3 separate regions of the Mus musculus genome follow, and all the other regions are linked to region 2. A link is a contact called in public Hi-C and promoter capture Hi-C data. All regions are on one chromosome and are shown on one strand. The core of a region is the stretch at or near the end of the contact, and the rest is flanking DNA. Distances in the headings are between cores, read along the strand shown. Region 1 overlaps Pdcd1lg2 (programmed cell death 1 ligand 2). Region 2 holds the start of Insl6 (insulin-like 6). Region 3 has its middle 21 kb from the start of A930007I19Rik.

The links. Promoter capture Hi-C pulls out the DNA fragments that hold promoters and counts their contacts. Hi-C and Micro-C count contacts between places; a contact is called where the count stands out from the background.
Region 1: a contact with region 2 is called in a promoter capture Hi-C map of macrophages, with 5 read pairs. A contact is called at or near these places in 1 of 39 promoter capture datasets (macrophages), 4 of 130 datasets of targeted methods (CD8 T cells, effector CD8 T cells, memory CD8 T cells and 1 more) and 1 of 9 other capture datasets (adipose tissue).
Region 3: a Hi-C map of B cells shows a contact between it and region 2, with 46 read pairs. A contact is called at or near these places in 10 of 39 promoter capture datasets (3T3-L1-derived adipocytes, the C10 cell line, the HPC-7 cell line and 6 more), 6 of 484 Hi-C or Micro-C datasets (B cells, bone marrow-derived macrophages, double positive thymocytes and 3 more), 10 of 130 datasets of targeted methods (the 230-238 cell line, CD8 T cells, bone marrow-derived macrophages and 7 more) and 4 of 9 other capture datasets (adipose tissue, liver, macrophages and 1 more).

The regions. Positions count from the first base shown.
Region 1 is chr19:29,460,036-29,462,735 of GRCm38.p6, forward strand. All of the region lies in intron 5 of Pdcd1lg2 (programmed cell death 1 ligand 2), which reads left to right. Among named protein-coding and RNA genes, the nearest start is that of Pdcd1lg2, 50 kb to the left of the region's middle.
Region 2 is chr19:29,323,994-29,326,693 of GRCm38.p6, forward strand. Insl6 (insulin-like 6) reads right to left here and starts at 1,325. Exons shown (of 2, transcript NM_013754.1): 1 at 1,052-1,325. The coding sequence starts at 1,322.
Region 3 is chr19:29,499,577-29,502,276 of GRCm38.p6, forward strand. No RefSeq gene overlaps it. Among named protein-coding and RNA genes, the nearest start is that of A930007I19Rik, 21 kb to the right of the region's middle.

The sequences.
Region 1 (2,700 bases), core at 111-2,610, 140 kb after region 2:
CTCTTGATTGCCCCCCAGAACCTGATGGTGAGTCCTTATTCTGGTAGATACAGGACACAGAAATATTAAGTTGGCCCTACCCAGGAAGCTTCTTCCCTGCTGGCCACCTTTCATAGTATCTCAGGAACAATGTGAGCTGCTAGGCGTGGGGTGAGCCATCAACACCTTACCCAGCGGAGAGTTCTGTGAGCCACAATAATGCCTGTCATGGCAATATATACCCATGGGTACAGTAGTAGCAATAATATCACAGTTATGAACAATCTGATATTCATCAATATTCTGATTGAATCTAAGGCCCACTCTATAGGAGGAGCTGCCTGGTAGTTGGTATTGTATCTGTGACCAAGAATCCATGGTTGGCGAGCTCAGAGGTCCCGGTGGTGAGGCTACTACAATGATGTTGCTAAAGGGACAACAGTACCAATCATTTCTCTAAATTTCTATCTCTATCTTCATAGATTTCTGCAGCTCCCAGACCCCATCATGAAGTTTCTTTGTGCAGTGGACAGTGGTTAGCAAAGAAACTCATAATGGCTCAAAGTTCAGAGAGTAATTGTCTATGGTGAACTCAGCCAAAATAGGACATCAATATCGCACCCTTACCTCTTTAGGTTTACAGACTGTCTTAGTTAGGCTTTCACTTTCTGCAACAAAACACCAAAGGGTTTATTTGGTTTATATTTCCACATTGCTATTCTTCACCAAAGGAAGTCAGGACAGGAACTCAGGCAGGGCAGGACCTTGGAGGCAGGAGCTGATGCATGCTTGCTCTACATGCTTTCTTATGGAACACAGGACCACCACCCCAGGGGTGCCACTGCCTATAGTGGACTGGGTTCTTCCCCATGGATCACTAAATAAGAAAATATCCTACATCTGGATCATGATGTTGTAGAAAATATTTAATCTCAATCCAGGTTTTCTACTCCACCTTTGACCATTTAGTTCCCAGATAAAAGATACTCATAACCTTTATATTTACAATAAGCCTTAATCAGCACAAGAGCTGGGCAGATATTTATTCTCCATGCTATTATGTCTATTTCCTAGCCAATAATCCCATTAAATAATCTGCCATGTTTTGTCTGGGCTGCTCTTAACTCCAGTTAGCCAACCCATGTGGCCATTATTTCAAGATTCTTACCCCACCTCAGCTTCTCCTCTCTCCAACTTCTTCTCTTCCCACCTCGTGGTTCTCCTCTGACCCAAGCCTGGGAACCCTACATCCCGCCTATGCCTCTTCTGCTCAGCTATTGGCTGTCAGCATCTTTATTCACCAATTAGGGATAACTTGGGAGTCAAGGTCACATAGCATTATGTGGGTCTATATGTGGTCTCTGGGAGTAACCAGTATTTCGCATAGCAAAAGACCAAACCTTAACATTATGGAGGCATTTCCTCATTTGAGGCTCCTTCTTCTGCAATGTCTCTAGCTTGTGTCAAGTTGACACAAAGCCAGCCAGGACAGGGGTCATCAAGGAGTAAGAAACACATTATTAGAGGCGGAAGTTGGGAAGGACAGATCTAGAATAGTGTTTTCCGGACATTAATGGGACCACTACACTCATAAGTTTACAGCAGCTATAGAGACCTGTATAAGACCTGAACTAGAGGATGCCTTCACAACATTTCAGCACAGATCAGGGAGGGGCTCGTGAACCCCATACTCAGCTGAGAAGTTATTGACAGGTGATGTCATCTGAGGGAGGGAGGATCAGTGAAGGGTATGGGCTCTGGTATGTTGGCCATGCTCCAGTGGATGGCTGGATGTCAGAGGTGGGAGGATTTGGAGATAGAGGGGTGGTCCTTGGGGGGGGGGTGTTATGGGAAGATGAATACAACCCAAACCCATTGTATGCATGTATGAAACGCTCAATTAATAATGAGATATATATATATTGGTTTTTCGAGACAGGGTTTCTCTGTATAGCCCTGGCTGTCCTGGAACTCACTTTGTAGACCAGGCTGGCCTCGAACTCAGAAATCCACCTGCCTCTGCCTCCCAAGTGCTGGGATTAAAGGCGTGCACCACCATGCCCGGCTAATAATGATACTTTTAAAGTGAAAAGAGAGGAGTAATTCTGAAGCTAGACACTTGTGGGAGTTTTGTTTTATAGACAACAAATTCCCCCACCACAACAGAGAAGTGAGCAGAGCCAAGGGTGAGCAGCTTGCATTTCTTTCTCACCTCCTTTGCTATCTTAGCTTGAGTTGATAAATTCAATTCTCTCCCAATCTCCACGGGAATTGGTTCTAGTCTCACTTAGATTAGGGAGTCCTCACGTCCCTTAGGGAAAATGGCCCAATGTTTGCAGATAACCTATATACATCTTCACATGGGCTTGAAATAATTCTGATTCCTGAAAAATACCTATGACAGCGCAGATGCGAGCTTTGTAAATAGTAGGGACATTGCATTGTTTATGGAACAATGGCAGAAAAGAAGAGTGTATTGGTCACTTTTCTCAATGCAGTCCCCAAAGACCAGACAAGAAGCAGCTTAGGTCATGGTTGGAGGGGTGATAGCTCATACTGGAGAGGGAAGCCATGGCAGTGTGAGCATGTATGACAATTGCTTGCTCACACCGCCCTAAGGCCAGAAGCTCCAGAGGAACAAGAAGTAGAGACGAGCTATTAACCTCAAGACCAAACCCCAGTGACCTACTTCCTTCAGCTAACTCCCACCTCATAAAAGTT
Region 2 (2,700 bases), core at 75-2,574:
TCTGATAAGTTGCTTCACTTACAAACACTGCTTTGAAAAAAACTATAAAATTAGTTAAGGGAATCTACAAACACATTTTACAACATAGGAGAAAGGCTAATATCAGAATGGCAAGGGTAGGTCAAGACCACGAGATCTCTATGCAATTCAGCACGCTAGTTCACCTTCAGTGCTGCTGCAAACCACAGAGAAGCTTCATCTGTCCCCATACTACAATCTACCTATCTGCATCGATGAGCTATCCATGCCGAGACTCATCTCATCCGCCCTTGTCCTTCCCTGTGCCCTTTATTAAGTTTTCACTTCACATGAATTGCTCCGTTGGCTTTGCTCTCCCTCTCTCAGCCCTTCTGGACGAACCTTACTGCCCTACGCTGTTGCTTCTTTTCCCCTCCTGTTCAGCACATCCTGACCTCCTCGCTCTTCCCCGTATAATTCAGACAGCAGTGTCTTTCCCCTAAATAAACTTTTCCTCTAAATAAACGCCCCCAATCCCATCCCATCCTATCTATGTGACTAGTTCCTCATCACCTATATCTATCTTCTGACAATGCCCCCGACAGTGGTTAATTTCAAATGAGCAAGAATTTATTTGACTCGTGATTTGAAGATGCTCCAGGGTCCAAGGACTTTTCCTGTAGCATCATCCCATAGCGGAGGTGCCGGAAAAGGAGGATGAAGTGATCTTGCAACAGATTCACTCAGGACAATCCACTTCTGTGATAATGGCCTGACTCCGTTTCAAGAAAATTTAATTCCCTCACTTCACTTCCTAACGCTGCCCTGGAGATTAAGCTTATAACACACGGAATTTGGGGTATACATGAAACCTAAGGCCATCTTTTTAATAAGGCCTACTCTGAACAAATTATTTCTTCTAAGTCTAAAGTGAACTTCATATAAGTCTGTATGGTTTTTAAAACTGTATTCACACGTACACTAGGTACAAATTCTATTTCCTACAGAAATTCACTGGCAGAGCAAAGTCAAGGATAAGAAAAGAGGAGTTTGCACACTGATAAGCTACCAAGCCTTCCCTTCAGAGTTTTACCTGGGTTTGTGAATCTTCTCCAGGCGGAGGAAGAAGGGTGAGGGTTGAAGGCTTTGCCCTTGCGTGAGTAGTGGGGAAAGAACTGTGTCATAGGACTTTGCTCCTCCATCTCGAACCGGCTCCAGTCACTTTGGCCACAGAGTTTTATAACTTCTATCAGCAGGTGCCTGCCGCACAGCTTCCTGGGTCTGGATTCCTCTTCCTCTTCCCTGGAGAAAGGAGTCAGTAGGAGTCCAAGCCACAACAGACAAGAACAGCACAGCTGCTTCATCCCTGGGCTCCGCCACAGGGCCGGGCGCGCTGCAACGGCCGTCGCCCCGCCCCCGCCCCGCCCCGCCCCGCCCCGCCTTCGCCACCCACCACGCCCCCAGCCACGCCCCTCTCCGCACCGCCCTCGGGTTGCCCTCCCTCGCAGGCAATCTTCTCCAGAACACTTTGGTTAGGTGCGGGGTGTTCCAGGCTTACATGGACTTCCGGCTTGCAGAAAGTTGAAATTAACAGGCTCTTTTGGCCTCAGAAATGCAAGTTTTAAAATGTCTTCTTTTCCTAACTTTATTCATTCATTTTCCTTGTCGTCAAAGTTGAAATTAACAGGCTCTTTTGGCCTCAGAAATGCAAGTTTTAAAATGTCTTCTTTCTCTGACTTTATTCATTCATTTTCCTTGTCGTGCGCTCCAAGAAACTGCCTCATGAAATATGAGAACCTAGGACTCTGAGATGCAGCATCCCCCCCACACCTGGAATGTGATCTTCTTTTTGCCTAGTGTTTACAGGAGCCATTTCTTCCCTTCGGAGAAACTTATCTCCTTCATGGATTATATTTTTTAACTTTAAAAAATTGGTACTGGAACTAGAGAGATGTCTTGGCAGTTAGGAGAACTTGCTCTTGCCGAGGATCCGGGGTCGCTTCCCTGTACCAACAAAGCAGCACATGGTAGTCTGTAACTCCGGTTCAGTACCAGTCATACTCGTGGTGCATATACAGACATGCAAGCAAACACTCATACATATCAAATAAAATAAATAAACCCTTTTTAAAAATTACTCATTCCATCGCGGTGTCTTCTCACATCTATCGCACTGTACTTCACTCTCTCTTACTCGCCTCCCTTAACCACCCTCTCCCAGTTCCTGCCTTTAGTAATTCCCCTTTTTGCTTTTTTTTAATTACATGTCCTCTATTAATTGATTGCCTCCTACCTTCTTTAAGCACTCATCCCTCTCGGAATCCCTTTTGTAGTTTCATGACCTACAAACACAAACATTTAAGCATACACATATATAAACACACAAATACATAGTTTTAAGTCTAGATTCTACATGTACATAAAAGCATCATTTAGTATCCGGTTCCCGGTAAAAATTGCCTTAATTTATTTATATGAGCACATTCTTTTTTACAATAAATTATCATCACCATTATTATTATTATATTATTATTATTATTATGATGTTTATTTACTGCTGATGTGTGTGTATAAGTTGGATCCAGTTCTCTCCATGCACCATATGGGACCCCAAGATCGTTGTCACATTGTCAGGCTTGGCAGCAAGTGCCTTAACCCGCGAAAGCATCCCACTGCCTGGGAATGCATTCTTAACTGCTACACACTATTATTAGCAGGATAATGGCTGAATGGATTTATTTA
Region 3 (2,700 bases), core at 170-2,669, 180 kb after region 2:
ATCTGTGACTTGAAAAAAAATAGTTTTAGCTCATTTTCTTGGAAGAACAAAGAGGGAGATAGAGAAAGAGAGAAGAAGGATGAGGATGAGAAGAAGAGGAAGAGGAAGAAAAGGAAGAGAAGGGAAAGAAAACAAAACAAACAAACAAAGAAGTTTGTGTGGTAGAAATGGCTCCTAGGATAAGACACATGGCTCAGAGTGAACATTTTCATTTACTTAAAGTTTAATTACTCACCCACTCCATAATTCTAGGGCATCAGGCTCACACAGTAGCTTAAAAACGGAGGCATGTCTGGTCTTTGGCCTCTTCGCTGCTGTGCTGCTATCTGCTTGTCCTTCGATGTCTGATGGGACCCTTTTATCTTGGCAGAATTCTGAGACACTCTCAGGAGAGTCCTTCTTTTGTTCGCAGGCCTACATAAGGAATCTTGCTGCTGTGTTTGGGTCCACAGCACTCAGGGCCAGGCCCCCACAGGCTCTGTTCTCCTCCTGGAGGTCTCAACCTGTGTATGGAACTGTGACAAGTGAGACCAGTTCTCCGACTCTTACAGAATCCATTTCAAATCCGCTGCCCCTACCCTGACTTGCTCTGCACAGAATGCTTGCCTGCTCTTTCTCTTCTCAGGGACAGGCCACCTTTCTCCTCTTCCCCTCCAAAACCCCAGTCTTCCACTCTCTGTCCTTGCTTGCTTTTTCTGTCGCTGCGATAAATCAATCTAATCAATATTACTAAAGCAATTTGGAGAAAAGGCTGAGGCAGAAAGATCACCTGGGTTCATAGGTTCAAGACTAAACTGGACAACAGAGCCAGAACCTTTTTTTTTTTTAAAAGAGGAAAAGAAAGCTGGAGGAGAAGAAGAATGGGGGAGGGAGGAATGGTGGAAATAGACAGTATATGTTGTGGGGTAATATCCTGTAGAATATAGGTCACGGGTGTCAGCCTCCTACTTCTAATGATTGTGACATGGGCTTTGCCAAGAAGAAACCTGAGGCAATTTACTCAATCTGATATATTTCCTCAGACCAATAAAGGTCAGAGGACAAATGGCCTTTATACAATGTTATTCCTTATGACAACACTTATAATAGAAGCCACCTGAAAATAATCTACACTTCTACTGATAAGTAGCTGGTTAAAAGGTAATTGTATTCTTCTTAAGTCGAATACAATTCAGCCATAAATTGGCATAAGGAAGATCTCTGTGAACTGCTGTAGAGAGATCTTTAGGGTATTTTATGTGGAAATAAAATCATGGTGCAGGACTCAAGTATGCCATAGTTTGAGTAAATCGTTGAAAGGAGCATGTCTTTATCTATACGGTTGCATGTTTATAAGTATGGGAACCCAAAAGAGTCGGTTACTTAGAGAGAAGAACTGGGTGGATGTGGAACAGGGAAGTGAGAAAGGAGACAGAACCCCGGAGCATCCCGGCAGGAGATCCATGCCATATTCAAGAGGCATAACCACAGGATTCTTTCCAAGGGTGTGGACAGGGCTAAGAGCAAAAGACAGGGACATAGCGAGCAAGCTTCGGAGGAGAAGCGCTGCGGTCCGAGGTCCTGAGGAACAAGGGAGGCAGGGGAGGGAATTAGCGAACCGGCACTCAAAGAAAGCTTTTGTTGGTGAGAAAGAACAAGAAACCCAGCCACTGTGGCCTCACTCCTCCAGCTGAGAAGATAGTGGGCTAGAGGGTCCCACTCAACCCTCTCCTGACTGTGAATCGCTTATTAGTGCCTCCTAGTGGGCAAATTGCTGATGTCGCCGAACAGAAAGGGTTGTCTCAGCCTCCTTTCCGCTAAGCCCCTGGAGCTGACCCTGCAGCTGCAGCACTGTTCTGGAGGGCATACAGGGAACAGTCGCCATTGCTTTCTCTGTAGCTCTGAGGAGTTTCTCTGAGTTTAACCACACAAATATGAAACATATGAAAAGGAGACAACTTTCGTCCACACACAGTAATAGTAATAACAATAATGATAATCATTAAATATTAACAATTAATAATAACTAATATAATAATAAAATTTAAAACCCTCCAAATGAAGGGTTGGAGAAATAAGTTTCCAAGACCTTTCTCCCAGTCTAACTTGTCTCTGAAGCTCGTTTCACCAAGTCTCAGTCCACGGCGCCACCTAGCGTCCAGGAGGAGCTTCACATGCTAGCCCTACTGCCTCCAAGCCTCCTGGCAGGTAAGCGGTTTTCACTGTCAATCAGACTCAATTGGGAATGATCTTCCATAAAAGGGGGATATATTTTGAAACTTAAAATATTTGGAGTTTTTTTTTCTTTTAGAACAATAGTGGGAAATTATCTACATTCATTTTTAGATTGATTCATTATTATGATTTTTCTGGGAGAATATCTTTCAAACTGCTTCTAAGGTAAATACCGCCTGTGACACCCCCCACCCCTACCCCACTAAAGATTCTGTGAGCGGCTTCTGAGTTTGTCCCTCCCCACTTACGTGTTCTTAATACAGAGCATCTCAATCCTGGCTGCAAAACACTCACGCGGACAAGCTTCTGCCAGAGATGTCGTTCTCACTGATTTGTGGAGGGGCTGTTTAAAGCATTAATGGGCACAGCGACCAGGAGCCCTTGCTTGTGCTACTGAGGGCCCTGAGGTGAGGTACGCACCTGCGACTAGGAGGTGCAACTAGGCCCGTGTAAAGGATGTTCGAGCTCCGTGTTCCTGCTCCTGAT